Linked DNA regions of Zea mays: regions 1 and 2 are each linked to region 3. A link is a contact called in public Hi-C data. All regions are on one chromosome and are shown on one strand. Each heading gives the region's core, a stretch centred on a gene start, on an enhancer-like site or on the middle of the called end of the contact. The rest is flanking DNA. Distances are from core to core; before and after follow the strand shown. Region 1 holds the start of LOC103632344 (kinesin-like protein KIN-4A). Region 2 holds the start of LOC103632346 (type I inositol polyphosphate 5-phosphatase 2). Region 3 holds the start of LOC100304031.

Region 1 (2,838 bases), core at 285-2,784, 480 kb before region 3:
AGAAGTACACAGCTAGGAAGAGACCTAGAATGGAAGAAGCAACCTAGATTCCGTTCCTCCTAGATTTTTTTTTTCACTCTCTCCCCCTCTCTCCCACGCACACACACGGAGAGAGATCTGGATTGTTTCGACATGGTCAATTTATCTCTGCTCTGCTGTACCTGTACTCTTGTTGGCGAAACAGACTCTCAGCGGTGCAAGATAGAATAGAATACAGAGAAGAAGAAGAAGAAGAAGAAGAAGAAACACCCTGAAAATCTGCATGCAGTGTCAAAATGCCTCTGAAAATTGTACTAGAAAACATGGGGAAATAGCAGGACAGGCAGACTTCTAAAAATATTGTTTGGCAGGGGTCAATCCAGAGTCTGAATTGTGTATCCGAGATGTAAACAAGGCACACGCAGGAGGGCGGGAAACACAGGTTCAGAAACATCCGAAGATTCATGCCCGGCCCACTCCCCAGCGAAGAAGCAAAGAAGTCGCAGAATCGATACCTGCGGCTTGCCCGGCACGACGGCGACGCAGTCCTTACAGCCCTGCAGCTTCTCGTCGCCGATGAGGGGGCGCGCGTGGACCGCCACCTTGACGCAGCAATCCTCGCCGTGCTCCATGGTCATCGCGCCCACCGGACGACCATACAACTAGCAACCACTTTCTATCTCTCTCTGTCTCTCTCTCTCTCTTTTCTCAATGCAAGCAGCAACAAGAACAGGGAGGGCAATAAGACAGACAAACAGACAGGGGGAGGAAGGATAGAAAGAAGAGAAGTGAAGCAAAAGACTAAAGCAGGCAGCAGCAGATGGTGATAGCGAGTAACAGCAGCCACCACCACCACCACCGATGGATGGACGGGTCTGATGGGTTGACGGATGGATCAATCCTCCTCCTCCGCCTGCCACACCATCATGGTTCCTTTCCTTGGGTTACACTTCAATTCCCCCCCTCCCCTCCCCTGTCTCTGTTCGTTCGTGCGAGGTAGATAGAGATGGATTCAGGTGGAGATGTTGGTAGTAGCGTCAGGCGGAGTCTCGGCCGAAGCAAGGAGCGAGGAAAACTTGACCGTCACTTCTGCAACTACCACCACCGCCGCGCGCCCTGCCCTGCCCTGCCCTGCCGCCGATCCAGTCCAACCGCAACCGCGGCTAGCTGCAATTGAGTGAGCGAGCTGTGGCTACAAATGCTGCTTGCCACTCCTGCTGCTCGGATCTTGCTGCCCTGATTCCCCCTCCCCGCTGCGCTGGTGCTCTTAGTTGGGAAGGCGGGGGGTCCTTTGGGCCTGGTGTTTGGTGGTGGGTGGGAATGGAGACGGAGAGCGAGAGCGAGACGGAGGAGGACAAAGCAAGGCTAGGCTAGGTGTGGGAGATGAGTGTGTGCTGGTGAAGGATGGCCTGTGGGTGTGGGGGGTGCCCCTGCGGCCTGCCGCTCTCTTGGCTTGGAGTATTTTATTTCCTTTCCTCCTTTTTTTCCCGGCGAAGGTGAGTGAGTGAGTGGGCAGGGACGGGGAGCGAGCGAGAGAGCGAGTGATTAATCACTGCCTGCAGCTGCGGTGTTATTACCTTTCCACTGCTCGCTCGCTCGCTCGTCCGTCCGCCGCAACAAGGACGTGGCATCTTCTTGGTTGTTAGTGACCCAAGCACAATTGACCGAACTGACCTCTCTCTCTCTCGTCTTGAAAGTAAATCCTACCATCTGCTGATTTATCTTTTTCCGTACGGATCCCTATCAAGCGAGACGTAGTGCTAATTTTTTTTTATAAAAAAAATAATTATCGCGGGCAGGATTTCTATCAGGAAAACACATTTTCCCCATTTCATTCGCTGGTCGCCTTTTTCTCGCCTTATTAATCGAGAAATAATAGAAAGAGAAACCGGAACTGTTGCTCCGATTCAGTGCCTGTGAAGGCAGTCAGGAGCCAGAACATCAGAGCTGCCCACCTGCTCTCTGGTACTGGTAGTATATATATATAGTAAATGTAACGGACAATGGCAACGTGTAGTAGCTAGGGAAAACAACAGCGGGACAAGACAAGCTACGTACACGGTACGGCAGTGCACTGCATGTGGTGATGTGGAGCCAGGCATACTGTAACTGTAGCGCCACGTTGAGTTCTCATGCACTTTATACATACCGTAACGTATTTCCCATCCATAAACGTGACGCTGCCGCATCGTTGCCTAGTGGCTTCCACAAGACCACAAGAAATTAACTTGGGGGACCGAAAAGCATTGACTGGTGCCGTTGTTTCATGTAATAAGCTTTCCCCCTCGAATCGCTAACAAACGCTGTCCCCATCTCCTCCTCCTCCTCCCACCACCGCTACAAAAAAAAACGAACACGGGCCAACGACGCTATATATGACAGCACAGCACACACAGAACGTGGTCTAGAGTCAAGTCAGAACGGAGTAGTAAAGTAACAAGTACTCCTAATAAGTTGCAAGGCGCAAGAGTGTCGAGAGCATGCATGGCGACGTCGCCGTCACTCAGAGGACAGTAGATAGACGATGAAACAAACAACACTCCTAACTCCATCGATCGAAGCTGATGGGGCGTCAATTCTGCTATGCCATTAGGTTAGCAAGCAAGCAGAAACAGAGGAGGAGGAGGAGGAGGAGGAGGCGTACGCGTGAATGGCGTCTCAACAGGCCACATTCGGTTTGCGCGCGGGACGTCGCTGATGCCAACGCTCCACCTCCCCTCTAACAGCGACGTAATAATCCCGTAGTTTATGCGGGGGCAGGTGCCCCTCTCTCGCGCGCGCACACATGCACGTCACATTATCTGAGTATCATATTGTTTTGCACAAAGTGCTGGATCCCCTTTCACGTCTCGGTGGTTA
Region 2 (2,700 bases), core at 193-2,692, 370 kb before region 3:
CCATGGGCATGAGACATGCATGACAGGATTTGCGTTGTGCTGAAATTATGACCATCAATTGTATCCTGGCCATTCAGGATTATGTTACCTCAGATATTGTGAATATACAGAAACCACTACAATTTAAATCCTCATTTCTAAACTCTATTTATAGGGTATCAACATATCCGCATAAATCTGAGCTTTGCAGGTTCAAGATAGGGTATTATTTTGCAAATCTGTGTGTTAGTGTGTGTGCTTGGAGATTCTTCTCCCCTTGTACTCTATGTACACTCTATTCTTCTTAATGAAATGACGCTGCGTGTTTGAGAAATAATTTTGCAAACCTAAAGCTGCAAGAGAATCATTGTTATGCCACCATTAGGAACAGTATGGTATTTTTCTACAATGTTGTAGCAAGCAAAGCAAACTTTAGCTCCACAAGCACTAGTCAACTAGTTATAATGAATGCTACAATAAACTTACAATACATGCCAGAGCTGTGCTATTATGTTAAACTTGATTTCCCATTTAAATGGCCGTTTAGCCAAAATAGTCACTATATGGTAGGTGACCCACTGTTAAGCATTTAGGAAAACACTGCTTAAAACGCAGTCAAGCTATAGACATCACTGTAGGCGTTTATGGAAACAATCTTACCTGATGATTTGCTAATCATGTATTTGAGATTTCCATGTATCTCAAAGAAGTTATTATCATCTCCAGAGTTAGTACCGTCTGAGAAAAGGTGTAAAATTCTAATTTGCGTGAAATTATTGAGGATACAAGCAAAGAAATTTGTAGAGAATACCCATGCAATTCCTCATACCACTATCCTCACTGCCTGTATCAAACTCGTCTTCGCTGAAATCATTTAATTTCGGCCTGATGTTTAGCCATTTTTTCATCACCATTGAAGACCAAAATGGCTGCAATTTATACCAGGTCAGATAACTCGGCATTATCAAGAGCAGTAAAAGGGAAAAACGATCCATCATAATTCATACAAGCATATACTGAAGCTACCCATTTCTGCAGATTACCTCTGACTGTTTTCTTCTTTGATCTCTCATCATCTTCAACGCTACAAGGAAGGCTAGGAACAAAACTTCGAACCTCCCTCCATTTCAAAGAAAAGACAGGTCCATATGTTCCAACTATCTACTAGGGGGATATGTTCCAACGAGTTACTAGGGGGGAAGCAGATGCAAGATAAATACATACAGGAAAGATGCAACTAGACAAAGTGGAAGTCGGCATTAAGTTTCCAGCTAGTTCACTGTTACCACTTGTCCTTCAAATTGCAGAATAGCTTTTGCAGCAGTAAGATCCATATTGAATACTCCCACCGCTGTCCACTTGGTCATGGAGAATATGTGAAGTAGACACCAATATAACAACTGTTGCTTTCTAGCATAAGAAAACTAAGAAAAGGGTAGATATGCGAAAATTTGAGCACAATTGGTGGACAACATCCAGTGTTTGTCCTGCATGAACTTCTACCAAGTGCACATGGTCCAACAAGACATTATACCATGTGACAGGGACAAGCACAGCATCATCATACTGTTCGAAGAGATGGACAGGTCCACATATGTGTGGATCATACTGGATTTGATGGGCTCTTCAGCGTGTTCGAGAAAAGAAATACTGGATTTGATGGATCAAAACAGCCATTACTTATTAGCACAGACAGATGACGCAAAAAATTGGTGGAGACGGGCACTATCTGTGGTCCTGGTCCTGTTCACTTTACTATGGAAATAGAGAGACACTAGGCTCTTGGTTCCGAATCAAAGAACAGGAAGGCCTCTAACCATCTAGGATAGCAAGATATTTCTCAAAGTGAAACAGAGTGAGACAGCTCACATAAGAAGTGGAGGAAGAGCTACATCAGAGTGAAACATTAATGTCAACTAGTCGGTTGCTCGTGCGTTGCGACGGCTTACAACAATATCTATGTAAACTATTCAGCAAAAAAATTTCAAGTTTTTTTATTGATTGTCCCCGCTCTCCGTATAATATTTTTTTGATTTTGCTAACTGATGTTATTGTTTACTCCATCCAATATGTCTTGGTATAACACGGCCAATGAAGTGAACGATTAGAATAGAGTTCACAACGACTGATTAAACGAACAGAGATTATAAAATGACATAATTCCACCATACAGACACCAAATAAGAGAAAGTTTGTGAGCTCAAGTTTCTAAAATAAGTCCCATGAACTTAAACTTATAAAAAAGATAGATCAAAATATAGAGTGATTGCTAAAGTCAGCCATCAATAAAAACTGGATGCACTCCATATAAATTATGCTACTTTGTAGCAATTACTAACGTTTAAAACCAACAAATAACCTTTCATTTTACTGTTAGTGTGACAAATCATTGTTGCTCCATCCAATTCAGCAACCTCAAACACCATGGAGTCCATTGTGCCAATGTGGTCTCAGAAACGACATAATATTTGCAAGAGCCAAGAACGTTGTGTCGTGCTTGGGCTATAGTCTCGGCCTGTAGTGCTGGCCCGGTCCAACACGATTATATATTTTTTATTTTACAAAAAAACGTATATACATGTATACAATTTATATTCAATATTGTTAGACAGTTTCACCAGTGTCTCCCGCCCTTCTTGCATCAAGGCATGGGTTCGAACCCCACCTCCTGCATTGGTTTTTAACATTTTACGCTGATTTAATCAAATTAGCCGACGGGCT
Region 3 (2,700 bases), core at 182-2,681:
CAGTGACATCTTCAAATTGGCCTGATGACTATTGTTGTATGAGAATTCTACATAAGGTAACCTCTTATCCCAACCTGACTTGTCCTGCAAAGCACAAGCCCTCAACATGTCTTCTAGGATCTGGTTGGTTCTCTCGGTATAACCATCTGTCTACGGGTCATAAGCTGAACTGAAATTCAAATGGGTACCCAAGGCTTCATGCAATTGTTGCCAAAAGTGAGGAGTAAACTAGGTTCCCTAGTCGGACACTATCTTCTTCGGAACACCATGTAAGCATACAATCCGAGACATGTATAACTCTACCAACATTGTAGTGCTTTAGCTAGTCTTGACTGGTACGAAATGAGCCGCCTTTGCTAAGCTATCCACTAATACCTAGATGGAGTCATAACCGGCTCGAGTGCGAGGCAAACTGACTATAAAGTCCATCCCAATGTCATCCCACTTCCATTTAGGAATCTGCAATGGCTGCAACAAATCTGCGGGCCTTTGATGCTCCGCCTTAATTCTCTGACAACTATCACATATGGCAACATACTCCGCGATCTCCCTTTTCATACCGTACTACCAGAATCTTTTCTTCAGGTCTTGGTACATTTTCTCGCTGTCAGGGTGTATGAAATAGGCCATTTCGTGGGCTTCCTTGAGAATTGTAATACCCAACTGGTGGTGATAATAAAAGTGAGAGTAATCTTCATATATGTGTTGTCCTCCCCTTATTGGAACATGTGAATAACTATATTTAAAGTGAATAATTAACTAATGACGCCTAAAATAATCTATGCATCATGTTGGAGGTTATTTGTTTGTGCATTTATAACTAATAGTAATAATATTAATGGATATATATTAGTGTCCAAATTAGGATTTAACCTAATTTGCAATTTAAAAGTTGGAAATAACATAGAAAGGGAAAGAGAAAAAAATTACTACACAATACAAAATAAATATATAAATAAATAAATTCCTTCCTTATTGGTATGTTCAATTTGTACATTTAATCTAAGTACAAGTTCACAACCAAGTTTTAATTAAAATTTGAACTCTAAAAATAAAAAGAAAAGAAAACAGAAAAGGAAAAAAAGAAAAAAATGAAAACTGCGCTTGGGCCGATTTGCGCCAGCCCACTAATGAACTCCCGCGCGGCCCTCCTTTTCTTCGCGCCAGCGCTGTGACAACCGGGGGCTACTGGTCTGCAGCCACCACTTCCTTTCATTCGCACGCGTGAGCCAACTGACAAGTGGGGCCCACTAGTAGCCACACGCGTGCGCGCACCAACCACTTTCTCTCTCTGACACGTGGGGCCCTCATGTCCCCTGTTCTCTTCCCGAGCGGACTTCGCGGTCGAGTTGTTGCGCCGCCCCAGGATTCTAGCTGCCCTTGGACCACCTCGTCCCGGCTACAAAGGTGGATCAAACTCCCGTGCTTCCTCTCCCATAACCCATCCGAGTGCCACGTTCAACCAGGTGTGGGTGTGAAGTTCGCCGGTAGCCGAGAGGAGGGATGTGTCCGTCGCACTTGAATTCCGGTGTTGCCAGCAGTCAGTGAATGGGAGGGGCCTCGACGGGTTTGTCGTCGTGCGAGAATCACGCACACCCGACTCCTCGAACGAGGAAGACTCTGGACGCCGGAGAAATTGTTTGCCGGAGCATCAAGGTCCGTCGCGGTACTCGGACTCCCGCAGGCAGTACTCGGCTCTGCGTAACCCTCGGTATGCAAACCTCCCCCGTGCTCACCATGTCCTTATCAACGTGTTGCGTATCTCAATTTGGAGCTTGCGCTCGACTGGGTCACTCGCTGGCATGATCGCCGCCATAGCGCGGTCGGTGCCGCCATGGCGACATCTGAGAGAAGGGGGAAACAGAGAGATCACGTGCTCCATAGGATCCATCACGGACGGTCATGATTAGATCATGACATACCAGTTCACTCAATTAGATCTAGAGCATTGATGCGGTAATGAATGTCTTAGATCAAGGTCGGGCCGTGGTCGTCCCTCATCCGTTGAGATCGGATCTAACGATCGGGGCGAGTTACCTATTACTTAACGCGTGGGTTTAATCCGGAGCGTCGCGTTGAGATCAAACGACGCTGGTTCCATACCGGTTCACTTTATATAACGTTTAATCCTAAGCGCTCAGTTCTGATCGGACGACCGAAATTGATCCATACCCCTTCGCTGCGCCCTAATTGTGTAAGAGCCCCTGTAGTTTCACCGATTCAACCCACAGTCCGCCTTAGCTTTAGGAGTATTACTTTTAGGTCCTGTTTTTAGTGTTTTAACCACTAATCTTTCCAGTAATTATGGACGTCGTCCCAGGGAATAAGTAAACCGAATAAATGGATACAGAAATTGATTTTTAGTACAAAATTAATTCCAGGAACTTGTTTAATCCATAGAAAATTCATTTCCACTCCTTTTTAACCCATTCTAGTTGCATTAATTTGGTATTAATATTGTTTATCACTTGCTAACTCTGTTTTAGCATGAAACCTAGATTAAAATGTATCACTTAGTTATTCGTGTACCAAACACATACAGACTTCAGAAAAATCATAACTTGATATCCGTAACTCTAAATTTAGCGATTCTCGAACCTACAATCTCATTACGATGCGTAAATTACTATTATGTATTCTATTCTCATGATTGGTGTGATGTTAATTTCTCCTATACCATGTTTGTTTGTATTGCTTCGA

What was found. Hi-C and Micro-C count contacts between places; a contact is called where the count stands out from the background.
Region 1: a contact with region 3 is called in a Hi-C map of tassel, with 2.0 times the contacts expected there. The contact joins the promoter of LOC103632344 here to the promoter of LOC100304031 in region 3. A contact is called at or near these places in 2 of 25 Hi-C or Micro-C datasets (bundle sheath and tassel).
Region 2: a Hi-C map of tassel shows a contact between it and region 3, with 3 times the contacts expected there. The contact joins the promoter of LOC103632346 here to the promoter of LOC100304031 in region 3. A contact is called at or near these places in 8 of 25 Hi-C or Micro-C datasets (bundle sheath, ear, endosperm and 3 more).

What each region holds. Positions count from the first base shown.
Region 1 is chr7:49,116,080-49,118,917 of Zm-B73-REFERENCE-NAM-5.0, forward strand. LOC103632344 (kinesin-like protein KIN-4A) reads right to left here and starts at 1,535. Exons shown (of 25, transcript XM_008654154.3): 1 at 495-1,535. The coding sequence starts at 617.
Region 2 is chr7:49,229,654-49,232,353 of Zm-B73-REFERENCE-NAM-5.0, forward strand. LOC103632346 (type I inositol polyphosphate 5-phosphatase 2) reads right to left here and starts at 1,443. Exons shown (of 10, transcript XM_008654158.4): 1 at 1,023-1,443; 2 at 809-908; 3 at 640-717. The coding sequence starts at 1,055.
Region 3 is chr7:49,598,212-49,600,911 of Zm-B73-REFERENCE-NAM-5.0, forward strand. LOC100304031 reads left to right here and starts at 1,432. Exons shown (of 3, transcript NM_001364710.1): 1 at 1,432-1,711. The coding sequence starts at 1,549.